Linked DNA regions of Mus musculus: regions 2, 3 and 4 are each linked to region 1. A link is a contact called in public Hi-C and HiCAR-type data. All regions are on one chromosome and are shown on one strand. The core of a region is the stretch at or near the end of the contact, and the rest is flanking DNA. Distances in the headings are between cores, read along the strand shown. Region 1 holds the start of Tbxas1 (thromboxane A synthase 1, platelet). Region 2 overlaps Hipk2 (homeodomain interacting protein kinase 2). Region 3 has its middle 26 kb from the start of Clec2l. Region 4 overlaps Hipk2 (homeodomain interacting protein kinase 2).

The links. A called contact is a pair of places that touch in the nucleus more often than the background predicts. HiCAR-type assays count read pairs that join an accessible place to other places.
Region 2: a contact with region 1 is called in a Hi-C map of bone marrow-derived macrophages, with 32 read pairs. The contact joins the enhancer-like site here to the promoter of Tbxas1 in region 1. A contact is called at or near these places in 2 of 39 promoter capture datasets (embryonic stem cells and macrophages), 1 of 15 datasets of contacts at CTCF or cohesin (CD8 T cells), 15 of 484 Hi-C or Micro-C datasets (3T3-L1-derived adipocytes, the AML12 cell line, the Patski cell line and 9 more), 10 of 115 datasets of contacts at active chromatin or transcription factors (bone marrow-derived macrophages, embryonic stem cells, fetal liver and 3 more) and 6 of 9 other capture datasets (adipose tissue, bone marrow-derived macrophages, embryonic stem cells and 3 more).
Region 3: a HiCAR-type map of Th17 cells shows a contact between it and region 1, with 8 times the contacts expected there. The contact joins the enhancer-like site here to the promoter of Tbxas1 in region 1. A contact is called at or near these places in 1 of 39 promoter capture datasets (macrophages), 1 of 15 datasets of contacts at CTCF or cohesin (large pre-B cells), 13 of 484 Hi-C or Micro-C datasets (B cells, CD4 T cells, the G1E-ER4 cell line and 6 more), 9 of 115 datasets of contacts at active chromatin or transcription factors (Th17 cells, bone marrow-derived macrophages, embryonic stem cells and 2 more) and 4 of 9 other capture datasets (adipose tissue, embryonic stem cells, liver and 1 more).
Region 4: a contact with region 1 is called in a Hi-C map of the G1E-ER4 cell line, with 2.8 times the contacts expected there. The contact joins the enhancer-like site here to the promoter of Tbxas1 in region 1. A contact is called at or near these places in 1 of 39 promoter capture datasets (macrophages), 1 of 15 datasets of contacts at CTCF or cohesin (the G1E-ER4 cell line), 7 of 484 Hi-C or Micro-C datasets (B cells, CD8 central memory T cells, the G1E-ER4 cell line and 3 more), 6 of 115 datasets of contacts at active chromatin or transcription factors (CD8 T cells, acute myeloid leukemia, bone marrow-derived macrophages and 2 more) and 3 of 9 other capture datasets (adipose tissue, bone marrow-derived macrophages and liver).

The regions. Positions count from the first base shown.
Region 1 is chr6:38,913,828-38,920,407 of GRCm38.p6, forward strand. Tbxas1 (thromboxane A synthase 1, platelet) reads left to right here and starts at 5,159. Exons shown (of 13, transcript NM_011539.3): 1 at 5,159-5,414. The coding sequence starts at 5,326.
Region 2 is chr6:38,706,015-38,711,978 of GRCm38.p6, forward strand. The region is part of intron 12 of Hipk2 (homeodomain interacting protein kinase 2); the gene reads right to left. Among named protein-coding and RNA genes, the nearest start is that of 4930502C15Rik, 29 kb to the right of the region's middle. Within about 2 kb of position 4,672, at least 54 of the 459 cell types and tissues checked have an H3K27ac peak or open chromatin away from gene starts, as enhancers often do. A contact at or near this core is called in 3T3-L1-derived adipocytes, adipose tissue, bone marrow-derived macrophages and 2 more, where this site is marked.
Region 3 is chr6:38,685,638-38,692,197 of GRCm38.p6, forward strand. It overlaps a transcript of Hipk2 not described here. Among named protein-coding and RNA genes, the nearest start is that of Clec2l, 26 kb to the left of the region's middle. Within about 2 kb of position 5,129, at least 18 of the 459 cell types and tissues checked have an H3K27ac peak or open chromatin away from gene starts, as enhancers often do. A contact at or near this core is called in Th17 cells and microglia, where this site is marked.
Region 4 is chr6:38,776,129-38,782,753 of GRCm38.p6, forward strand. All of the region lies in intron 2 of Hipk2 (homeodomain interacting protein kinase 2), which reads right to left. It overlaps 4930502C15Rik (a long non-coding RNA gene), which reads left to right. Exons shown (of 4, transcript XR_003956279.1): 4 at 1-6,625. Among named protein-coding and RNA genes, the nearest start is that of 4930502C15Rik, 42 kb to the left of the region's middle. Within about 2 kb of position 2,948, at least 14 of the 459 cell types and tissues checked have an H3K27ac peak or open chromatin away from gene starts, as enhancers often do. A contact at or near this core is called in the G1E-ER4 cell line, where this site is marked.

The sequences.
Region 1 (6,580 bases), core at 3,909-6,408:
TAGTGGATGAACAAGGGGAGCCGTGGGCATACTGAGGGAGGCTTGGCAGGCAGAACCTGCAGGGATTGGTGCTTCACTCATGGCAAGAAATGGTGGGTAGGAAGAGGTAAAGTCACGGGTAAGCCCAAATTTTCGACTTGGAGCCACAGAGACAGAATGTGGGAGAGGTGAGGCGAGATGGAAGCTGCAGTCACGAATCTAGTTTTAGATATTTCCAATCGGCAGCATCTGTGAGATAGTTGTCAGGGAGGGGGACCCAGTGGGCAGCTGGAAATATTGGTCTGAAACTTGGGAATGAGAATGGAGCTGGAGAGGACAGACTGGGGAGGGGTGGGCCCCGAGGATGCTAATGACGGGCAGGAAGGAGAGACGGCAGAGCGACAGGCGGCATGCTTGCACAATGAGATCGAAAATATGGTCCCTGCCCTCACAAACCAATACAAAATCAAGATTTGACATAGACCTTAAAGCTGTTTATGCACCTGTCCGTATTTCCATAGCAACCCCGAAGCAAAGAGAGAGCTCTGCCCTTATCACAGGCAGGGAACACACACAGATGGCTGCTGTCTTTCACAAGTCTGCAAATGCATGCTACATCCTCTTACCACATCATGCACAGACAGTGAGTGGCACCTGGTCCAGCCCTTTCTAAGCCTGCTTTTCTCTAGCCCCGACTCTCTACACACGCCGCTCCCAAAGCCATCATGAGGGTAACCATAGGGACCCCAATACCAAATCCAAAAACATGTTGGGAGCCACTGCACTCAAGCAGTCAATGTCCTTGGCCATGCCCTGTGACTGCTTGCATCAAGTGCTTGCTGGGTTGAAGTTTTGCTAAGCCAGGTACACAGAGCACATCCCTGTCCCCACAACTATGAGAGTTGGGGGGAAAATTGAGATTTGGAGCAATAGTGTAAGTTCCTAAGACCACAGGAACTACAGTGTGAGGACATTTAGGAACAAAAGGGTTTGAGTCCCTCAGCACTGAATATGGCTTCTCTGTGATTTTTTTGCTCTCTGGAATCCACCCTCCTCTCTCCCAGACTTCTCTCTGCCCTTCCTTGCAGCATGTGTTCTCTCTCTCTCTCTCTCTCTCTCTCTCTCTCTCTCTCTGTATGTGTGTGCATGTGTCTGTGTGCAGGCTTTGTGTGTGTGTATGCACACAAGTGTGCATGCATGAGAGAAGGTCAGAGGTCAACGTTGGATGTTGTTTCTTGGGATACCATCTACCTTGGTTTTTGAGACAGTGTCTTTCATTGGCCTGGGGCTTTCTCAGTAGGGTGTGCTGGCTGCTCAGCAGACCAAAGGGATTCAACTGACTCTGCCATTCCAGTATTGGGATTTTATTTAAGCTTGTGCTACCACAGCTGACTCCTTTGTGTGTGCTCTGGGTATTAAAATTGGATTCTGTTGTTTACACAGCAAGCTTCTTACCAACTGGGGTGGGAGGGGTGGGGGTGGGGGTGGAGTTTTTGTTTTTTAGTGGCTCACCATCCATCCTATCCACATGCAAATGTCTCTGAAGATGGAAGCCATTCTCTCACTTCAGGTCCTTCTCCTCATTGTTGCAGGTCAGCCTTGTTACCTGTGAGGTCCTTTATGTGCTTGTGCTCAGCATGCAAACACTGGAGCCACTGTCCTTTCCCTACCTAGGCTCTTTCCTGGACTCCTCCCCCTCCCCCCATGTCCTCACTGTGCTGCAGGACACCATCAAGGGGAGAAGTTAGAAGGTCAGGCATTACCGTTGACATCCTTCATCCCCTAACCCAGCTCCCAGAATACAACTATCCATTATGCCTTTCCAGAGCCTCAAAGATAACTCTCCTAACCAGTTTCCATGCCTCCTGATTCACTCAGAGCATCGTCTCCTACTGTGATGACCCACAGCCTCTTGGCTGGACTCTTCCTCAAAGGTATAAACCATCCTATCTACCTGCTAATAGGTATTTCTAGAAGCATTGCTCACCTCTTCCCAGGGTTCCTCTGAGGTGATCTAGAGAGGCGCTTGCAGAGTGCTAAGGAGGTACCACACACTTTCTTTGCTCGGGGCTAGTCTGGCCTTGAGTGTTCCCTGAGGACGCCTCTTTTTGCCTCTGTCTTGCTTTTCTGTCAGAGACAGCCAAGCTTAGCACTGAGCAGCTGGGAACCTTCCACTGAGAAGCAAGGCACCTCTTCTCCACACATGCAGTTTTTAAACACAGGAATATGGAGGAAATACCACGGAATTTATGGAGGAAAAGCTTTAAAAAGAAACACAAGACTTAAGTCAAAACAGTTGACTCAACTTTGGGGAGATGTCTGCCTCAGGGTAGGAGGGGAAGGAGACGGAGTGTGGAGACAAGAGAAAAGCTCTGTGGGGTGCCTACTATGTGGTCTCAGTGCCCCTGACCCCCACCCCCAGCTCTCAGAATCAGGGGCCAGGAAGCCACGCTGCTCAGAGGTAACAGGGGCCAGGAAGCCACGCTGCTCAGAGAGGTAACACTTGCCTTTTCATCCAGCTATCCCACTTCTAAGAGATCCTGTAAAGTCAAGAAACTGGAAATGTGAATGACACTCTACAGAGGGTTGGCTAGTTGACTCCCCCAGTAACCATGGAATAGATCCATAAGTAGCTACGGATACCTTGCTCTGGATGTAGAAGTGACACACATCACAGAAGTGCAGACTTGAATACATCACAGTAGGTAAAATGGCATGGATATAAGAATTTTTTCCCACATGGAAAAAAATATTGATATATTAGGGGCAGTACTTTAATATGACAACAGAATGTCCCTACATTGCTTCATGAACTTCAAAAGTCTAATAAATCCTTGTTTATGTTACTTTCCTGCTGAAAATCCTTTAGGTCACTTATTTCTGACCCTACCGCTTCATCTTGGCTAGCTTGCTTCTCTTAGTCCTTGGTTATTATCTCTGTCCCGCAGCAGATAGAGAAAGGGTGTGGCTGTCTGTCTCAGTTTTCTATTGCTGTGATAAAGTACCATGGCCAAAAGAAACTTGGGGAGGAAAGGTTTATTTCATCTTGGAGTGCGCAGTCCATCATCCAGGGACGTCAAGCCAGGAACCAGAGGCAGGAACTGATGCAGAGATCATGGAAGAGTGTTGCATACTGGTTTGTTCTCCATGGCTTGCTTGTTCAGCCTGCTTTCTTATAGAACCCAAGAGTGTCTGGCCAGCATCACCCACAGTGAGCTGGGCCCTTCCACATCAATCTCCAATCAAGACCAGTTTTCCTATAGGCCAGTCCTTCGGAGACATTTTTTTTTTAAATTAAGAATTCCTCTTCCCCAATATGTTTTGGTTTGTGTCAAGCTGAAAGAAACCTACCAGGACACCATCTCTCCATAGCATTTGCAGTTTCTACAGATCGCACGTCACCTAGGGATACCTCCACACTTATTGTTATCCTTCGGGTGTGAGCAGCCCCTCAGAAAACTGGGTATCTCTGGCTGACCACTTGCATTCCATAACAATGGCAATGAGCATCTGGGGTCACATCAGGGGTGAGCGTACGTCATCCATAGGGTGATATAACAGACACATTCAGGACGGAATGGATGACCTGGCTTATACCACGACAAAACTATGTGACCTTATTCTAGTCCCTCTCCCTTTCTGGGGTTCTGTTTCCCTCTCTATAAATAACACTTTGCCACGATCAACATTTCTCAGAGCAAGTTCCTTAGAGTACTCCATCCGAGCTGTGTTAATAAATGCCCCTGAAGGAGGATTCTGTGGTCAAAGGCACTTGGGCTATGCTGCTGGCCACATCCCACTCAACATTCCCAGGGCATATCAGCAACTTCATAGCTCTGAATGGAGCTGCAGTAAATAAACTTACTGATTAATGTTTAGACCAGCCTTTCTCACACTTATCTCACCTTGGACGCCTTAGGGAGCACTGTGTGTGTGTGTGTGTATACACAAGTATATATGTTGTTTTTTCCACAGTGTTGCTCTGGCATGTGCACTGAATTCAGTCACATCTGAGGTTGTTCCTTCCCTGAGCATGGCCATAAACCTGCCGTTGCTCCAGTAGCACTAGCTGTCACTCTGCATGGTAGCTCCTTAATTTGAGCAGACTATCTGACCCTGTGGAGGAGAAGCCTACTCTGAGAGAGGAGAAAGAAAGATGGGGGGGGGTAGTTGAGGAAAAGAACAAGGCTCGTGGGTCTTACCGTAGTACTTAAAGCGCAGAAAGGTTTTCCCACCTCCAGGCCTCCACCCATGCTCTCTTTCTGCTTCTCCTGCAGCTCTCTACAGGACAAACTGCTTTCTCACAGGCAAATCTCAGTGATGGCTTTCCTCCCTAGAGTCTTCCCCACTATACCTCCTAGCAGGCCATCCCACAGGCTGTCCCCGAAGCTCCGTTTTGAGAACCTTCACAGCACTGTTCTGCACTGGTAATTATTCCTTCGTTTGTAGACTGTATATCCATCTGCAAAGAATCTTCTCCAGGGTTGGGGGCCAGCATCATTTGTGAGTATGGCGGATGCTGACCCCATATACACTCTATGAATGGCCGAATAACGTCATGGTGGGTGTTTTCCTGCTCACCCAACCTTTTTATCTGTCTTCAGGATGAAACACGCTGATGAATAAGCAAATAAAATCATCCAGTGTCTTTCATCAAATTAGACCAGAAGCTAGAACAGTCAACCCACACACGACTACGAGTGAGCTTTTACACAACCAACAACTCATGCTGAGAGCGCTCACCCGAGGTAAGATCTGTGGTCTGCACCAATACTGTGAGCATGCCTCTCCTCTCAGTCAGGAGCTTGCATCCTATAACCAATGCACTGGGAGGTGGTTGGCTACAAAGCAGATGATGCTGTCCACCTGGCCCCCAGAATCCATGGAACATTCAGAGTGCCCTGGCCTGTGTCACCACTGAAGTACAGATCGACAAAGGTGTAGAGAGGCAAATCTTGCAGGAGGTCTTTCTCTGAGGACGGCGTATTTGAGAAGCAGTCAATGGTTAACAACCATTTTGCTTCATGATGACCATGAGGCCCGCCTGTCTGCTCCTGTTTCTGGGGAAGCTAACATAAATGTTTATTGACAACACAGTCATCAAGAAAATAAAGTTGCTGATTCATTGCCCTGAAGCCCTTTGTTTCTCCCTCTGCTTCCTTCCTCTTTATAAAGAAAGGCACACTCTAAGAAAGAGCACTTTTGGGGGACTCACTTGATGGGATGTTCAGCTGACTACCTACTTCTTTCTCCACCACCTATATACAGATCAGGACTCCTATAAGGGCAGGAGAGCAGCACCCTCTTTCCTCCTGAGGACCACCCCTCCGGGGTCTCCGAGGAAAAATGGAAGTGTTGGGGCTTCTCAAGTTTGAAGTCAGTGGTACCATAGTGACTGTGACTCTGCTCGTGGCTCTCTTGGCCCTCCTGAAATGGTAAGTGTGGCCAACCACAGGGACTGCGACACTACAAATGTCAGCCCAGGAGCCTGTGGTGCCAGGTGGGGTATGCGGGCGTGTGTTTTTCTTCTTGTCTAATCTAGAGGGAGTTGAGTATTAACACGGCTTCGGAATTAAAAGCAAACAGCCAGGTTAATTTTTTGCTAAAATGCATGAGATTCAAGTGTCAGGAAATGCTGGAGACTCTGTGACTGGGAACGCTACACACAATTAAGTCTGAAAGAAATGGAAAAAGAAGCGGATTGGAAAGGCATCGGGGATGGCTAGAAGGGCTTTCTCCAACCCTGACGTACCTGCTCACCTTGTTTTTTGAAATCATTTCATGTTGAGTTTGCAACGAATTCAGCCTCTTGGCTCACATCAAGTTAAAGACATGGAAGCTCTTCGGCAAACAAACTTTACTGGGGACAGAGATGCCTGCAGGGTTAAGGACAAAGTGGTAGAATAAATTTCCCAATTTTCTAATATGTGGTAGAAGGGGATGGGTGCCAAATTAAGAGCCAGGTGTGGTGACAATGAAGCTGGGGACCCAGAAGGAATCTTAAACTTGTGCTACATACACTGTTGCTCTTTGTGTGTTTGTTAGTTCAACAACAGACCTTGTGTTTTAAAAGCTGGCCCCAATGGTGACTGTGAAGGACAGACCTCACAATGAGCTATATTTGTGTTTACCCAGCGGGGTCCTTACCTTTCCTGGAGATACCCATGGATTCCCAAACACTTGGATTTAGGTTGTCTCTGGGTTTTGAGGGGAAAGTGGAAAAAAAAAAGAAGAGCTGGAAGAGAGTTTCAATTTATGTTTCTAGTGGTAATAAAGCCACCCGTAGATTAATAGCTGGGAAGGCACTTTGAAAAACATCAAGCATTATGCAAATGTGAGGTATTATTCTTTTGGAATTTGCATAGCTGAAAGTGGAATGTGCGTTTGATGTTCTCTGATGATGATATGACTTATTGGAAATTGGCTCTGAAGCCCAGCATCGGGCCCAGTGCTCTTTTGGTTTTTAACTGGTTTGGTTATTTTTTTGAACTTTTCTGTCTCAGCATAGCTGATCTGGCATTGAAACCAGCCACGTGTGAAAACAAGAGCAAAGGGTAGTCCCTTGCCCCCGTCCCTAACAACCCACTTCAATGTGTTCTCA
Region 2 (5,964 bases), core at 3,422-5,921, 210 kb before region 1:
AAAACAGCTTCTGTGTTAGGGACAGGGCCATGTGCTCACTTCCCCTCTCAGGGCTGGGACCCCATCTAGCTCAGACCTGTGCAGGCCCCCATCCAAGCCTTATCAAAGACAGGATTCCACTACGTAGTCTAGACTAGCCTCAAATTTAGAGATCCGCCTGCCTCTGCCTCTTAAGTGCTAGGATTAAAGGCGTGTGCCATCATACCTGGCATCTCAAGTCAACCCTTTTAGATAAAGGCTATTCAACTTGTACTCTTTTATAACACGGGAAAGCAGCTCTGCATGAAACCTTACCAGGACTTACTGAGGAAGCTTCTTGTCTACTCTATGTTAAGCCCGAAGATTGATAGGGAAGAAAAAGACAAGTCATTAGTTTGGGATCTTGGAGATCTACAGTCAGTGCCACAGGGAATAGCTATGCAGAGAAACAGAAGCACGCCTCTGTCCTTGAAGATGAAAAGCTCGGTGGGAGACTGTATTACAACATGACAAGTTAAACGGTAAAAGCTCTAAAGTAACCAGTTAGAATAACGGATGTCACACAGCCTCCCACGATGAACTGTCAAAGGACTCTTCCAGATGACAATTGTTAAGAACCCAAAAGAAGGTGAGGAATGAACTGGTCACATAGATTTACAGCTCTTCATATTTACGTACTTATTAATTGTTGTGTATATGTGTGTGTGAGAGAGTGAGTGTGTGCGCACGTGTGCAAGTGCCTACAGAAGCCAGAGACAACGGGATGCCCTTGACCTGGAGTTACAGGCAGTTATGAGCCTCCTGATATGGGCCTAGGTCTCCTGAAGGGTATTATGTGCTCTGAACTCTCCAGCCATCTCTCCAAACCTTTGAGTGAAGTTCTTATATGAACCCTATGTATCACTTAAAATAAGCCAGACACAAATTCTGCATGAGTCAACACAAGAAACATGTAGAATAGGCAAACTCATTCAAAAGGGAAAAAAGGTTACAGATATCAGAGGTCTGGAGAATAGGGTAGGCAGAGAAAAATATAAAATTATTTAGTGGATACAGAATATTGGGTTTGAATGACAGAAAAGTTTTAGAATAGATAATGGTGACAATCAGTGCCACCGAATGGCTAAAATGTTAAATTTCATGCTTTACCATAATTTAAAAAACTAATGTGCAATCTCCCTAGTGAACTGTACACAGTAAATTGGTGGATTATACAATACATGAATTATTTCTAATTTTAAAAAGCCCATGGGTTTATCCACAATAAAAAGCTCCCCCGATAGATATTGCCTTGGGCGCTGTAGTAGCACTGCCTCAGCAGATCTCAGGGGCTACAGGTAACTGTATCTGTGCCAAGAATTAGAGAGCGAGTCCCCAGGAACAAGTTCATGAACCTGGATAGCAGGAAAAGCAATGGCGATGTGGAGCCAATGTGAAAGCTGGGGAGTGGGGAGGGCCTGCTGCTCTTTGCTGTGTGTCGGGAGTAGTCGCTGGTCCTGAGCAGAACTGTTTGATGTCCTGTGGTTGGCTGTGGAGTATCCCTCCCACCTGCACAGGTACATAGTGCTTCTGGGACCAGGGATGGAGCTGGGAATTCATTCCGGGAAAGTTCCCAAGGGGGATGCAGAAGGCGTGCTACTCTGTTCTTCACTCAAGACTTCTGTCACTGTCACTTGTACTTGATTAAATGACCCAAACACAGTGGCTCCTTTTACAGTCTCCTGAAATGGGAATATGTTCTGCTGCAGGGCCATGATCTGTAAGTCAAGGACCCATGTGAAGATAGAGGTTGGCTCCCAATGTGTCCCTGCAAATGGTGTTCTAGTTTTGGCTCTGCTGTCCCTTGCCAGGTGGGACCCTGGGCAACCACAGCCCTGTACCATCCACCTAGCCCTGACCCACTCTGAAATTACTAGGGAAAGTGGGAGAGAGTATTTGCAGTATGAAAGGGCCCATTTTGAATATCCCACAGAGATTTATTATGAAAGACATTCAAGATAAAATCCAGTCTACTGTTCATGTCAAGAGAAAACAAATCTCTTCAGCGAGAGGGACTTACACATGCACGGGGTCCTGGCCATTTCCTGCTGAGCCTCCCTTCCCTCATCATATCCATTATTTAGAAAGCGAGCAAGCAAAGCAACAACATACAATACTAATTTTGACCAAACTGTAATCTGACCTCAGACACAATTTAAATTGTGCCCATTTGGAATTTGTAACCCTGATTTGCTAATTATGGAGAGGCTGTAGTTGGTCCCCCCCCCAGATTTTATATATGTATGTATTTATTTATTTAGTCTATATGGGTAGCTGTACTGATGGTTGTGAGCTATCATGTGGTTGCTGGGAACGAAGGTTGCTCACTCCAGCCAGCCCCGCTCGCTCTGGCTGGCCTAAAGATTTATTTATTATTATATGTAAGTACACTGAAGCTGAAGGCACACCAGAAGAGGGCGTCATCCATCATTACAGATGGTTGTGAATTCTCATGTGGTTGCTGGGATTTGAACTCAGGACCTTTGGAAGAGCAGTCAGTGCTCTTAACCACTGAGCCATCTCTCCAGCCCGAAGAAGCTCCCGTTTAATGCAGATAAAACTTCCTAACTGCGGGAACTTTCTGAAGGCACACTACACTACCTCATGAACTAGCACACTGCCAATGAAGGAAGGCTTTCTGCAGAGTCCCGTGGGAGCGGGAAGCGTGGCTGTAACTGGGTGCTACCTGTCGCTGTCTTGTTATCTGGAATGAGGTGGGGGCAGAGAAGCTCCCCAAACTCCTCCTGAGGTTCATACTTTTCTCTGTGGCTGGGAAGTCCCGTGACTAACAAGCAAAATCACACGGCAGCTTAACATTGTATCTTTTTATACAGTTTTGTATCTGATAGGTTTGGGAAAGGTGAATTAGTGTGATAGCTCTGTTTCTATTCTTGTCTATTGCTAGAAATATCTGCGTACTAGGTAAACATACTACCCAGATTAGAGAACAGTGGGGAGCTGCTAAACAGCTCCCTTTAAAAACCAACCACACCTCTGAGATTGGCACTGCTGGTTCTTCAGGCTCCTACATGTCAGTACCACGGGGACTCGTTCCACCATTGTCTGTGATTATTATTGACAGTTTATCAATCCCATTCTGAGCTGGTTAATGGAAGAGAGAGAGAGAGAGGGGGGGGGGAGGGAGGGAGGAGGGGAACGAGACATATTTGCTCAAATGGCCTTGACAGACACCACTTCTGAATAAGAAGCAAAGCTGCAAGAGCTCGAGACTCCATTGTGTTGTCATGGCAATAGATGATTTTCATCATTTTAAAATGATGAAGGGAAATAAGGAGCTAAGAAGTATAGAAATGAACCGCAGAGGAGGAAAGACAGGCACAGGAGCAGGTGCAAGCCTCTGACCCCTCCATCCCTGTAGGGTCCCTTCTGGAATGTAGTTCTGATTTCTATTTGCTAATCTCAGTCAATTTCATCCTTCAAGACCAAGGTCAAAACTCATCTCCTCCAATAAACTTTCCGTGACTCCTCTATCTCCACTGACTTCAGAGAAAATACCATATGTGAAAACAAACCCCAACCTCCTGCTCTTCCATTCCAACACCGATGGCATACACGGGACACACATCAAATACATACCATTCAAAGTGCTGCGTTTGTGTTATTTCCTTCAGTCCTTAGAACAGGACTACACGGTAAAGACAGTGATTACTTTCCTCTTGTAGAGGATGACTGCAGATAAGGAGGGTTTCGGTCCTTCGCTTGTCCTAGATCAAGCCATCTGCAGTCTTAATCACTACGCGACATGGCCCTCTGCCTCCCCAGTGACAGTCCTAGCAAATGCTGCAACAGTAAAATGAGGCAAACGCTCCTTTCTGGTGTCTCCAGGGCCCATTTGTTAAGAGTGGCTTTCTGGGGCATGGGGTGATTTCCATGGAGAGTTTCCCAGCTGAAGGAAATAAGACATGAGGGTTCAGCCAGCCTTACTGCTTTGATCCCCATGAGCAGAAATACCAGTGGATTACTTTTAACCTGCTCCTACTGAGGAGGATAAGCAGCAGAGCCTGCAGACTAAAGTCCTCCTTTTGATGTTCTATAGCTTTTAATTTAGCTATCAGGTTGAGAAACGGTACCTTAAATGTGTTTGTTTACTGTTCACGTATGTGTGTTTGTGTGTGTGTGCTGAGGCATGAGGAGCACAGTGTCCTCAGGAGATGTCCATCTTCTTTCCTGAGACAAGGTTTCCCTCTGGCCTGCAGCTTGCCAAGTAGGCTAAGCTAGGCTAGTCAGCCACTGTGTCTCAGGGAATCTGCCTGTCTTTGTAACCCCAGGGCTGGATTTACAAGCATGCACTACCATGCTCAAGTTTTTCATGTGGGTTCTGGGGTTCATGTTCAGCTCCTTATGCGTGCATGGCAAGCACTTTGCCAACTAAGCTATCTTCCATTCACCACAACTTTAGTATGGTCCATATATTTTATTCAAATGGTATTCTCTGTTATCTATATCTGTATGTATTCACTTGCACATCTGTCTACATTAAGGTCAGCCTTCACATGACCACTCTGTAGGACATCAGAAAGGGGCCTGGAAGGAGGTGCTGGTTTTCCTTCCCCTTTCTTCAGTAGTTAGTTCAGCTCTCTCTTCCTCAACCAGTCTGACTCAGCTGGCTTGGGCTGCGGTACATTAAGCCCATGTGTTGAGCACGTGCCAGAGCAGATCCAATTCCTCTCTGGTGCCCATAGCCCCAGCTATGGAAGGTGAGGAGTAAAGAGGAGGCTGCCACACATCAGTGTGGCAGTGGTATACTAGAGCATGAGGATACGATGCTGGGGACAGACAGGTTGCAGTGCTGCCTTTTCAGGATGCAGCCCTTCAGCCTTGAATGGAAGCCTGTGATGAAGATGCACTGAGGATGGCTGAGTGTACGGCTCCCATTGCTGGGGCTGAGTCACAGGACAAACAGGTTCCAACTTAGGCATGTGTTAGAGCACAAACGTCCCTTACATGGCGCTGTGAGTCTGGCTTCTGGGTTCCCTCCCTCTAGTTGGCAGTCACTGGCCAGGAGCACATTCTGATGCTGGTTGTGCGGGGCTTCTTAACCAGGATAGGAGGGCAGTGAGGTTCCACTGTTGTAGGTGTCAGTGCAAAGAGATTCCAATTCAGGCTGACCTCTTTGCTCAGGTAATAATAAATGTCGTTTTTCTTTCTCTGGTTGTCCATTTTTCAGGCAGAAGTCATTTGAACAATAGTTTCAGACTGTGACTTATCTGAAATAATTTTACCACCTTTTAAATTTAGTACAAAGAAGCAAAATATCTTGTGTCAACTCTTTTGGGGGTGGGAACTAAATCCAGAGCCTCATGTATTCTGGATAAGCAACTGAACTACAGGCCTAGCCCTCCATTTATAAATATATATAAATATTTTAAGAGTGACTTAGGACATTGCTTTCTTATCTAAAGCCTCCTGTGATATTTATGATCCCATTTTCTTAGAGGTGACACTACTGGCAACATTAGCTGAACAGCCCTCACGAATCTGCTTGTGTGTTATGAAGTGTGGAATGTAGAAGTACCCTGTGACCCACCTTTTCTACTAGAGAGGGACACCCAGTGAGTCAGTGATAGGCATGGGAATAACGGACCCTGGAGAAAAAGTCTTATGCTAATCAGCTCAATGAATCACTTTGATCAGATACTTAAAAGTTTTCCTTATGACAGGCGTTTGCACGTCATGGCTTCTCTAAGACTGCGTCTGCATAGGTGAGTTAGGTATGAGGATCTTGATAAACAGATACATCTTTGTAAACACTGATCAACAAGATTCCATGTTAAAGGAGACAGAGATGATGAAATGCTTCCCTCATCAAAAACACTTAAAATAGGCAGGTTCTACTTAATTCTGGGAAATATAGGAAACAGAATGCTTATTGTTTAGTGTTTCTGTTTTTATGTCTACTCTCTAGCCATGATTAGAAAAGTCCCC
Region 3 (6,560 bases), core at 3,879-6,378, 230 kb before region 1:
ATTTATTATATGTAAGTACACTGTAGCTGTCTTCAGACACACCAGAAGAGGGCGTCAGATCTTGTTACAGATGGTTGTGAGCCACCATGTGGTTGCTGGGACTTGAACTTCGGACCTTCGGAAGAGCAGTCAGGTGCTCTTACCCACTGAGCCATCTCACCAGCCCCGGGGGCATGTTTCTTATCAGTCCCAGGAGTTTGGAGTACAGGGGACCAGGTTAAAGCCACAGGCCACTTGTCTGCATAGCTGAAGAGGGTGGGGATCTATAATTGAGAGTCTTCCTAGTTAGGGGCCTTGTTGGCTTGCTGGGTCAGTTGTCTACAGGGTCAGTTGTCTACAGGGTCAGCGGTCTGCTGGGTCAGTTGTCTACAGGGTCAGCGGTCTGCTGGGTCAGTTGTCTACAGGGTCAGCGGTCTGCTGGGTCAGTTGTCTACAGGGTCAGCGGTCTGCTGGGTCTGTTGTCTACAGGGTCAGCGGTCTGCTGGGTCTGTTGTCTACAGGGTCAGCGGTCTGCTGGGTCAGTTGTCTACAGGGTCAGCGGTCTGCTGGGTCAGTTGTCTACAGGGTCAGCGGTCTGCTGGGTCTGTTGTCTACAGGGTCAGTGGTCTATGGGGCTAGGAGATCTGCTAGGTCAGCGGTCTATGGGGCTAGGAGATCTGCTAGGTCAGTGGTCTGTAGAGAGGATCCAGAGCTGGGGGATTACACCAACAGATCTCAGGAGCTGGGTACTGGGACCTTAGCTGCTCAGGTGTCTTGCTCGTTAGACACAGGCTGGCTCCAACCTCTAAGGGCTCCTCTTCCTTCCTGTCCATAGAGCTGTACTTTTCTATCAGCTGGGTAGCTGAGTGGCTCTACAGAAGGTGCACTGTTGGGAGTAATGTATGCAGCTCCAGAGGTCAGAGGTGAGAAGACCGAAGGGAAGTTAAGGGCCAGTGGTAAGGATGAATAGGGAGCACGCAAGAGCTGGAGGCAGAAGATCCTGAGGGGCCAGGATGAGAGTGCCTAGGAGAACATGGAAGCTGCACACTGAGTCACCATGGGGGCACTAGGATGGCTCTTTAACATAAAGTTGTCATGTGACCCAGTAGTCCCACATCTGTAAGACATATGGGGAGAACCAAAAGCAGAGGTTTGAAGAGATTTTTGCTCTCCCAAGTTCACAGTGGTGTTAGAAAAGCCCCAGGGGAAAGCAGGGCGGATGTTCATGCAAAGTGTGCTATGTTCTTGTAATGGAATACTATTCTGTCCGCAAAAGGAAATTCCGATCCACTCTATAACATGAACGAACCTAAAAACATTATTCATTAAAATTAGCCAGGCCTAAAAGGACAAATCATGAATGGCTGCTTGCATATGAAGTCCACGGGAGAGGCAAATTCTCGAGCCCGAATGCAATGGGTTTGATGGGCTGGGAAAAGGAACAGTTAAAAACAAAACAACAAAATCACGGAAGCCAGGAGCTGTGACATCTTCAAGGCTTTCTGAGGTAGGGTGCGTTGGGGGAAGGTGGGTAGGTGGAGGCAGGCCTGGGTGAGGCTCCAGTGGGGACAGCAGCCCTGGCAACGGGGCTGTGCCACACCGAGGTTGTCTTGCTATTGAGGGTGAAGAAGCAGGATGTAGGCCCGGGAGGGATGCTGGCAAGCTCATGGGACAGCCGTGCCTCGGGTCTCAGGGAAGGAATGTGGGCACAGATCGGGTCACCGTGGCTTGAGAGGTAATGGGGATCCAGGAGACTTAGCACAGGATTGGCAGTGAAATGACCACAGGCCCACCTCTCTCCAGCATGCGGACTATGACTCCTTTCAGAGACAGAGAGCAGTTACTTGCAATGGCGCCCCCTAGTGAGGCTTGGCTAAGGAAGCGGCTGGACAAAGTTCAGTGATTCCAAACAGTTTAATGTAATTCCAAGACAGTGTGATCACATCGCTACACATATACAATATGCATATGTGAGTTTACAGATTCAATTAATAACTCGCTTCACCTCAGAGACCGAGAAAATGATCAAAAAGAAACTGAGTAACAAGCTATAACAGTTCACCACAACAGGACCCCGCCTCACCCTACAGTTAGTAATATTACAATTAAAATAACTATATTCTTCTATAATTTTTCTGTTAAAATCATCTCATAAATTTACAATGCTATTATTAGTTTCCAAGACTAATATAAATTCACTCCATTTTTCTACAACGAAAATGATGATTAATTTAGAAGCGCACGACGTCATGATGAAAACAAGCATTTTAGTAGCAACAACTTCATCAGTTAAGAATTAGTTTTCTTGAAAAACATTCTAAAGCCAAGTAAAATATCCATCCTTATAACATACCTATAATGAGACTAAGGAGCAGGTTACATAGAGGTCTACGACACACTGGTTTGTCCTTAAAAAAAAAAAACCAAATTAGACATTTATAAATAAAAAAAAGAGGGACACGTCACAGAGGAGAAAGAGGTACACGAGAAAATACTGTTGCACGCGATAATCCCCACACAGGTTAACATGGATTAACACTTTATTACAGAAACCACACAGTGAAGGAACACGACAGGCCAGGGCTTTCCAGAGGCTATCAAGACTGAGCTGAGATGACCTGGGGGAGAAAGATCTAGGTGAGATGACCTGGGGGAGGGAGCCTCATTCCTTGGCCTTGGGGATGGGTACTGCCAGGTCTCCTTCTCCATGTTCTTGTTTTGGGGAGTGTGTCTTTCTGTCCTGAGCATCCTGAAGCCACAGGCAGTCGAAAGCTAAGCATTGTGACAGATCTCTCTCGCCATCTTCATGGTACTACTTTTTGGAAATGTGATATAATCAGGCTGTAGCTCAAAACAGGTGGCCAGAGCAAAAAGGGATGAAAAATTCCAGTCCTTATGATCTCTGTCTCCTCACTCTCCTATGCCTTCATTGCTGGGGACCCACAGAGAGCAGCAGAGCCTTCGGGGCCCCCCAGCTTTGCAGAGGTGAGGCCAGGGCCGGGTCCTGGGGCCTTAGCTGCGCGTGAAGCACGGCGTGTCTTGCTCATTGGACACATCGAGGCTGGCTCCAACCTCTAGAGGGCTCCTTTTCCTTCTCATCCATAAAGCTATACTTTTCTATCAGAAATTTGGCTTGATATATATATACACAAACATATATATCAACATCTCTATCTATACAATGCTTCTACTACACTAGGAATCCTGCAGCCCCAACATATGCCTTTCTTGTCAACTTCATTTGGTTAAAATACACACTTAAAGGGGTGAAGGGTGCTTTGGGGGCTATAAATGATTGTGTCCTAGGTAACCCATGGAAGAAAGCCAGCGTTAAATGGGCAGTAACACAAGAGAGGGATGTGGAGGGCAGGAAGCCAACAGACTTGGAGGCAGTGTGAATAGGACTTCTGCTTTGAAGGGCACATGGTGTGTGTGTGTGTGTGTGTGTGTGTGTGTGTGTGTGTGTGTGTGTGTGTCAGAGTCATAGAAAGCTAGAGGATGGCACAGTTAAGTCACTTTCAACTTCCACGTCCTTCCTCATAACCTGAGCCAGAGTACTGACAGCGTGAGCAATCCATGGACCAACAGCCGGGCGGGCGGGCGGGCGGGCAGGCGGGCAGCGAGCAGGGGCATGGCTCCCAGAGCTGAGCTTTCTGGGAGTCCTGAGTGCCTGAGCATGGATCTGCGGTGGGGAGCCAGAGGTGGGGATGGGGCCAGGAGAGTCATTTGGAAATTGGTTGAGAGGGAACTAAAGAGAAGACAGCAGAGCCCTTTTTATTTTTATGCTACAGTGAATTTACTTTTCAAATAATAATGAAAAGCCCATTTCCATACCTCTCACTTTTAAAAACATGGGTTAGCTTCAAAGACAATGAGACAAAATTCATTTGGTTTATTAGTGCAAAGCAAATCACACACACACACACACACACACACACACACACACACACACACACACACACGCACACGCCTAGGATATGACTAAGAAGCGTGAGAACAACATTCTACAAGGACATTCAACATACACAAGAGCATGCTGTGAGCGCAAACCAAACATGGGCGGTGAGGAGTCACCACAGGTCGCCACGGGTCCTCCACAGTTCAGTGGTGGCACAAGAGAAAACCAAAACCAAACAAAACCCAGTTCACATTGTGAGTTCTAGACCAGCCAGGGATACATGGTAAGAACCTGTCGTAAAGACACAACATAACAAAATACCCCAGTAAAAACCCAACCCAAACCTTACAAAACTGTCAGGGAAATTGACATTTCCTGTCTTCTCTTGCTCATGTCTCTGAAGCCTGCTTCCATCCCTGCAAAGCCCTCTGTCTCCAGGACCATCCCGCACTGCCCACCCCTGCCCTTTGGCTCTGAAGCCATCTTCTGAACTGAGTTTCACATCTTAGCCAGGCAATGGGTGAATTAAAGTACACATTATTTTACATGGGGTTTGTTTTAAAGAAAAAAAAAAACTGACAAAACCAGCAACACGTGGAAAATCCAGCCAGTGAACATGGGCACAGGGGTATTGTTCTCCCTCTCAAAATGCTGACCAAGGTTCACTGCGGACCCAGGAGCAGCATCCAGACCTGCAGAGCTGCTGAGTGCCGGCATCACCTACTGCCAGGTGAGTGGCCCGGTCACAAAGGAAGCATTCATATCAAGACAGTGTTGGTGAGGCGGCGGGGATCAGTCTCACCGCCCCTCCAAGCTCTGGCGCACACGGCACCGGACTCTGCGGATGGCCCAGGTTCAGGACTCGCCCTTTCCCATTCCCTCTTGACTTCCTTTCACATTCTTTCAGGTTCACTGGAAAGCAACAATAAGGGAAACACATGCATCAGGCTGTGGCACAGCATGAGTGGAACATGCCTGCCTTGGGGAGACAGCTTCTAAAACAAGAGTCAGTCAATCGCTGTGGTTGAAGATGTCAGTTATAAACAATTTTCTTTTTAAAAAGTACCAGATTAAATGTAAACTATAAAATACTTTAACTATAAAATGTAGCCAGAAGTCTGTATGAGTATCTACAGTCAGTTGTGTCATTTACTTGATAGTGGAGAACTCAGAGGGCACGTTACCTAGAGAAACATGCTCTGTGCACTTGAACAGCATGCTGATTATGACACGCAGACATCATCATCTCTTCTTGGTTTCACTTCTGGTGTAATGATGAGAATTTTATTCTCAGAATTCACTTAGGCAACAGTGACCAGGGTATGCGTCAATCCTTACTTTCAGCCCACAGGGAACAATTCATTGTCTTTTAAATCACAAGATCAAGCTGGCTACATGATTTCAAAAAAGGCTAGACCAGGACGAATGCCCACATTTGAGGTAATTATTGCCATTAGGGTCACAGTTTGTGTAAGATAATGTAGCTAAAACCTTCTGAAGATTTTGTTAGGTGCTCTGCCTGAGTTCCAGAACACCTACTGACACCAGCCAGGACCTCAGATCTACACTGGCTGGGTTTGCTTCCAATGGATTTAAAGTTCTACAAGAATTGAGAACTTGTGTAAACCACCTAAGAATTTAGGCAAACAAGCCTGGAGCCAGTCAGTACAGACATTTTTACAAGAAAAGAGAAACAAGAAACCCACCCAAAACAGAGTTTGAAGAAGTTAAAGCCTAGCCCTAAAGCATTTCTAGATTTTTGTCATCTCTTAGGTGAAATGAAACTTCTAGCACAGCACTCTCAACCCCAGGGCCGCCATGGGCCCCACCGACGCCTCCTCCTCCTCCCGTTCTGCGGCTGCTCTGCCCATTTTTGCTGTTGTCCTTCTCTTTGAGAAGGGTGTTTCCTGCAAGAAAATTCAATTTTGTTCTCTTCCCAAAAGTCCTCTTGCCTTTACCCCCTCCCCTTTTTTGTTTTTGTTTGTTTGGGTTTTTCTTGTTTTTGTTTTTTTTTTGTTTGTTTTTTGTTTTGTCTGTTTCTTCATAGAAAACAGAAGTTCCTGGACACAGACCCACATGGTATTTACAGATTTGGCATGAACCTGGCTTCCGGTTCTGTGCAGAGCTGAAGAGCGGGCCTATTACAGAGATCAGAGCTGTCATGATATTTATCAAGTACAGTAAAAAATAGCATTTTGGAAAAAAATATATACTTTTAGTATTGCCTTCCTAAGATTAACTATAAGCAAGAAAAAAAATCATCTTTATGTATTTATTTAAAAGAAAGAACACCTTCCCTGCACTCTCATGGGAGCTGCAGCAGCCTGAGTGGCTAAAGCTAGTTGCTAGAAACAGGAATTCCAGGAATCCCGAGGAACTCCCCAGAGACTTTTCTTAACGTCAAACTCTGCCTCTTTCACCTGCATCCAATCCAGGAACCCTCTTTGCACATACCTGCTGAAGTCCACTGTCACACGGGGGCAGGCAGAGTGTGACATTCTGCAAAGGACTGTCCTTGTTATACAAGGGAGGCAGCTGAGGCTGGTGTGTGAGCTCAGCTCTAGAGCCAAGTAGACAGAATATCTGACTTCCCTTCTTATTAGCTAGGTGGCCTGGGCAGGCCCCGGGGTCTGCAAGCCAGGCGCCTCCTCTGCACAGGTCCTGCACGGCTGCTGTCCTAGGG
Region 4 (6,625 bases), core at 1,698-4,197, 140 kb before region 1:
CCAGATGACCTTCTGGTGAGAATATCCATTCAGCATGCTGTTTGTGCACTGTGAATATCTGCCATGTGACCTGGTCACCTGCAGCTTCGCAGATGGTCTTCACTTGTTGAGTCTTCTGTATCCAGCTATAAGCTCTTCTAACTAGTAAAAAGGATCTCTCTCTCTTTCCCTCTCTCTCTCTCTCTCTCTCTCTCTCGCCTTCCACCCCCACCCTGTGTGTGTGTGTGTGTGTGTGTGTGTGTGTGTGTCTGTGCATGAGTGTATGTGTGTGTGTATAAAATCCCAGGCCTGTCCAGATGGTGCAATAGGCTCTGGGGATGGGCAGTTTCTTGGTAGCCAGAAGCCAGTTTCTAGAAGGATCAGTAATTACATACACTAAAAACTATATCCTAGAAAAGATGTTATGGTAAGCATATTTTTGTAGATTGCCATTTTTACAATAATGTCATGGCATCCCTGAAAAGCAGTGATTTTGTTTTTTAATCTTCCCTCCTTTAGGGGGAAAAAAAAATCAAAATGAGGAAAAAAACCAACAACAATAGAAAAAAAGGACAAAACAAAAATAAACAAAGACAGAGAGTCTAGAGTCGGTAGGATGCCAGGCTGTTCTCTAGTCCCAGCCACCATTCAACTTTAGGTCTTCAAGAGACTTGAAAAGGCAGGACTGGCACGGTGTGTGTCCTCTAAAACAGAAATGCAAGAATGGCGAGTGTTGAGATCCACTGAAGGATCATCTTCTCAAGAGCCAAAGGCCGGGAGCAAATGTTAGTTTACATGTTGGCAAATACCATCTTCTTCCTTAAGGTTTTAACTGAGCAGATAAAGCAGCATGGAGCAACTGTCCTCCTGAGGAGATCCTCACCTGGGGTAGGTAAGGAACACAGATAAGGACGTCATACATGGCCACCGCCACTTGTAAAGTGCCACAAAAATACCATAATAGACCTTATTTTTGGTGATCTTGCATGTAATTATTGACCAACCCCTTCTAGTGCACATGTGTGTGCTCACATAAAACATGTTAGAAAAGGTAGCAAACAACTTCCTAATAAAAACTAAGACTAAAGCTTAGGAAAACCAATATATACAAAAGCTAAAATGCAAGCATCACACAGATGTGTTTCCCTCAAGTCTTTAAATATACAGCTATAATCACAGCATTTGTACGGGTTTTCGGTTTTATGTGATAGCCTGCACTTATTTTTGCTAGTCTTTACACTCTCAATCCAGAGCCTATCAATTGTTAACATCTTAATTTTCTAACTTTATCTGTCAATTGCTGTTTGCCTTCAACATTCAATTTTTACTAAAAATAGAAGAAATTATATATACCCACATTTTTCTGTTTTCCTTTCTTTTCTTTTCTCTTTCTTTTCTTCTTTATTTCTTGACTTTTTCTTTCTTTCTTTCTTTCTTTCTTTCTTTCTTTCTTTCTTTCTTTCTTTCTTTCTTTAAGATAGGGGTCATCCTCTTTGTAGCCCTGGCTGTCCTGGAACTCACTTTGTAGACCAAGCTGGCCTTGAACTCAAAAGATTTGCCTGCCTCTGCTAGGATTAAAGGTATATGCCACCACTACCCAGATATTCACATGGTTTAAGAAATTTATAATATTTACAGTGTTATGAGATTATCAGGTAAAATGGCACAAACTACTTACAGCTGCCAGTAAGATTTGCTGATCTGACTTTTACAAGGATCACATTATTTTAAAATCAATTTAACAATTTTTGATCTACTCCTTGTGACAACTAGTCAAACTGAAAAGTGACACTAAACTGTGCTCAGTCACTGCTTTAGGATGTTTAGATAGTGGCTGATGCTTCAGAAACAGCCTTGACTTAATGGCTTTTGTAATTAGGAGACAAAGAATGAGCTGTTTTAAAAACGAATTGCCAGATTCCTAGGAAAGCCTTTATTCATGTATATAACACCCAAAACATATTAGTTAGCTTCCTCACACTAGAACAACCTAGTTTCATAGGTAGCAAGTAGTGGACATACTGTATTTTACTTGGAATTATCTTTTAGGTGAGAGTGAAGAGACCATTTATTAACAAGTGACAAATATTAATTAGAATCAACAGTATCATACAATAATAGATATGCAAACCAAAGAAGTTTGATTAATGTGCAATATTGGAAACAGTCATGAATAACAGTTAAACAGTTATTTAACTGGGTGTCTAGTCTGACATTCTTTACTTCAAGTTCTGTTAAATAACTTAAGACTGATTAGAAGAAATTAACAAATAAAATCAATCCTATTAGAGTTTAATATTACTCATTTTGTGATGAAAAGTTACACAAATATTAGTCAGAGCTGCTTGAACTGAATGGTACTAATTATTAAAACTGTGAACCATATATTTTAATACTGCACCATGCACAATGAATATATACAATGAAATCTTTCTTAAAACTACATGTTGGCTATTCTATTTAGTTGAAATAAAACCCTGCTTTGTATCCACATGGTTAAGGTAAAAAGGCCAATGAATGGATTTTATTTTACTTTTCTAAACACAGCCACTTATAGGGTTGGCCTTTGTCTATGGGCCTTTCAAATGTCAATGGTATTTTAAAAATAATCAAATAACCGCAGAAGAATTCATGCTACTGCACTGCTTCAACCTGTGCCTTATGTAATGCAGTCAATTTACTGAAGGAAGGGCCAGTTCAATTTTCCTATCAAAACCAAAAAAAAAAAAAAACCAATGACATGGTCTTACAAAGCTCTTTCTCTGAGTTAATCTCTTTAGCCCACAACTACCTTCTCAGAATTCAGGGCTTATGATTCCAGTGGAGAGTGGCCTTTCCAGAAGGATCATGGAACCTTCTTTCCTTCCAGAAGCCAAGCTCAGCCCTGTTGGCCAGGGGGCTGATGTGTATACAGCCTGCTCTTAGCCATTTCAAAGGTTGACATAAACAGAAGCCACTCTCTCACTCTGAGGAGTGATCTGGCAGGGGAGATAAACCAGGAAGGGAGATAAGCATATTGTGACTGTACATGAGTAAAGACAGAGGTGACATTTTAATAAGACTATTCTTCTTTGGTACACTCAGAGATCATAAAACAACAACTTAAATTTAGCCTTTAAAGATCCATATGTGGATGGGAAATGAGAGTGAAATAAATTTTACACAAATTATCTGTTGTGCATGGCTTTCACATGGACGACACCTGGCTGACCATATGAGCACATAAATGCAGAGGGAAATTCCTGTCTCACTGCACTGTTTCCTTACAATAATACTGTTGCAGTAGACGGAAAGTGATGGAATAAGAGTACTGAAGCCCAGTGTAATCAAATGTATGTGCGCTCGTACACGCACGCGCACACACACACACACCCCTATGACACAATGCTAATAGAAATAAAAGTCTACAAACATTAGTGTGTTAGAGGACTTGCTACTGATGCCAGTCATATGAAGGTGCGATCAAGCACAGGTGCACACACTGCCAGGTGGCAGCAGTGGTCCACACCTTTAATCCCAGCACTCAGGAGGCAGAGGCTGCTGAGGTCAGCCTGGTTCCAGGACAGCTAGGGCTACACAGAGAAACCCTGCTTCGTGGGCTGGGAGAAGCACCTACACCTACATCCAAAGACAATAGCTTTATCTCCTTCCTGGGCCACCCTATTTTTAATGTTTTATTTGCAGAGATGCCAAGACAGCCAAGTGGAGCACAATGAACAGGCTAACTGTATTCTTTCCTAGGTCTACAAGAGGGTTTGGCTGAAACATCTCTTAAATTGCTTTCAGACATTTGGCAAAGTGAGAACTGATACAACAAAAGCTAGACATTTCCCTCTCTCCCTATTGGTTTGAGAGGTTGGCTTCGAAGGCTGCTTCACCACACAATGAATGCTATACACTGCTAGCTGAGGGCTGTAGACCTGTGAAGTTCCTCCAAATCTGCACTCCAAGTTAAGAACACAAATGTCCTGCTCAGCTATTCATGAAGCACAAGAAACATCATGCAATTGTTGACCACTGCTGTTGTCTGCAGCAAGGAGCATCTGGCTGCCACATCTGCATTCCTGATATTCAGAACAGAGTCGTTAAGGCTGAGTCTAAGTATCTTTTAGTTTGGAGTACAACTTGAAAAATAAAACTTTTTAAAACCATAGCTTGAAATAATGAACTGAAAGAGGGATTTTTCTCTAGAAAAAAATTAATAGATTTTTATAATACTTGAGAACAAAGCATTACAACAAGCATTCAGCAAACGGACCCTGGCTTCTCAAACAGTAGCATGAGATATAAAGTAAGCATCAGAATCCTAGCACTCTGGAGGCAGAGCAGGCGGATCTCTGAGTTCAAGGCCAGCCTGGTCTACAGAGCAAGTTCCAGGACAGCCAGGGCTGCACAGAAAAACCCTGTCTTGAAAAACCAAAAACACAAAAACAAAACAAAACAAAACAAAACAAAACAAAAAAAGAACAAGAAGAAGAAGAAAATTTAAAATAGTAATTATGCCACAGACAGGTTTCCAGAAAACATCACTGATAAACTCTGTATTTACAGATTTACTCTAACAGAACTGTTAACATGACATTTTCTCAAACAATGGTGATTGCCCTGCACTGATCTGTATGCCAGACTCTATAAATACTGCTGAATGTAGATCAGAAAATTAAAGTTGTTAAAAACTATCTATATAATCTGTGCCTATTCCAGGACTACAGCTGATAATAAAGTTTTAAGGAAGTGACCAGTGCATTTATTGGAAATAATCATAAGCAAAATCTAGGCATGGAATGCTATCATTCACATGGAAACATAAAGAACTGCTAGCTACTGCCATTTGTGTACTCTGTGGTTTGTGTACATCCAAGGTTTATTAGAGTGGTCTCGATTTTTATTAATTTACTTACATTTTAAGTTACATTTAATCATTTACTCTGTGTGTGTGTGTAAGCATGCACAAGAAGAGGTGCATAATACTACAGTGCAGATGTGGAGGTCAGAAGATAACTTATAAAAGTCAGTTCTCTCCTTTCTCCATGTGGGTCCCAGGGATTTAACTCATGTCCTCAGACATGGCAACAAATCCTTTACCTGCTGAGCCATGCCACTGGCTCCTTGGTTAATTTCTTCTAGTTTGTGTCTATAGTTTATCTATTCATTCACTCATTCAAGATTCCCCTAATAAAGCCAGGCGTGGTGGTGCACGCCTTTAATCCCAGCACTTGGGAGGCAGAGGCAGGCGGATTTCTGAGTTCGAGGCCAGCCTGGTCTACAGAGTGAGTTCCAGGACAGCCAGGGCTACACAGAGAAACCCTGTCTCAAAAAAACAAAAAAAACAGAAAAAAAAAAAAGATTCCCCTAGTAGATATGATGTGTGGTATGCATTGATTTAGATACTAGAGACAGTATAGAGCATAGAGAGAAAGGAGTGCACTCTCTTACCCTCATGGAATCTACATTCCAACACGAGCACTTATAGACTTGATTCCTAGTTTACTAATTTAAAAATCAAATGCTGTTTTTATTTAAGTTGGCATGAAATTATAAAGTATCTTGGGTATGAAACACCTGTCAAGATTATAAAAACTGGAGAAATTCTAAATATATTAACCAAGAACTGAAAGAAAGAAAGAAAGAAAGAAAGAAAGAAAGAAAGAAAGAAAGAAAGAAAGAAAGAAAAAGAAAGGAAGGAAGGAAGGAAGAAGGAGAGAGAAAGGAAGGAAGAAGGAAGGAAAGAAAGAACAAACAAAAGAAAGAAAGAAAGAAAGAAAGAAAGGAAGGAAGGAAGGAAGGAAGAAAGAAAGAGAAGAGAGAAAGGAAGGAAGAGGGAAGGAAGGAAAGAAAGAACAAAAGAACGAAAGGAAGAAAGAAGAAGAGAAAGAGAAAGAGAGAAAGAAAGGAAAGGAGAAAAGCAAAAGTCAATTTTTGCAGACTTCAGAATGGGAGCATTTCAACAGACATTAAAAGTAACATTTTTTATTAACTTTGATGATTAAGATCAGTAAACCAGAATCACAATTTATTTAACATTGTGAACTGTCTTCAACTTGACCACCCATTTTCAAGTTAAATCATAAAGAATTTATACTTTTACTGTTCTGACCATGGTATGATTGAGTGTTCTGTAATTTACTCAGTGTCCTTGCAAAACAATAATAAGTTGGAACAAAGCCCACAGGCAAAAATAAGGTTTAACACTGCTTCAATCATTAAAACAAATATATTAATGGCAATTTGTTAGAACAGGAAGTCCCAGTGATTAGACCCAAGATGACCTAAAAAGTGATGTTTGAAACTTTTTTTTTCCCTGAGAAAAAGGGGGGAACCATCCTAAGTTATACCTGAAACCCACCTGCTCTGGAGCCCATGGGGAAAAGAACATAGACAGTGCACTGAGCATGAGCAGAAAGATGCTGGCTGCAAACAAAGTCAAGGGAGTTGGCTGGTAACATGAAAGTCATGGTGATACTGGTAATGGTGTCTTGCTCTTTTTCGTGCTCTGCCCATCTCCTCTTCTTCAGAGTAAACCAGGTTTTCTGGGAAAAGAGGTTCTGCCACCATCTCCACTCCTAGCTCCCCTGTCATCTTCCACTGCTTTTGTAAGACTAAGTGGAGAAAGCATGGGGGTTGAAGAAGCTCCTGGAGACTGAGG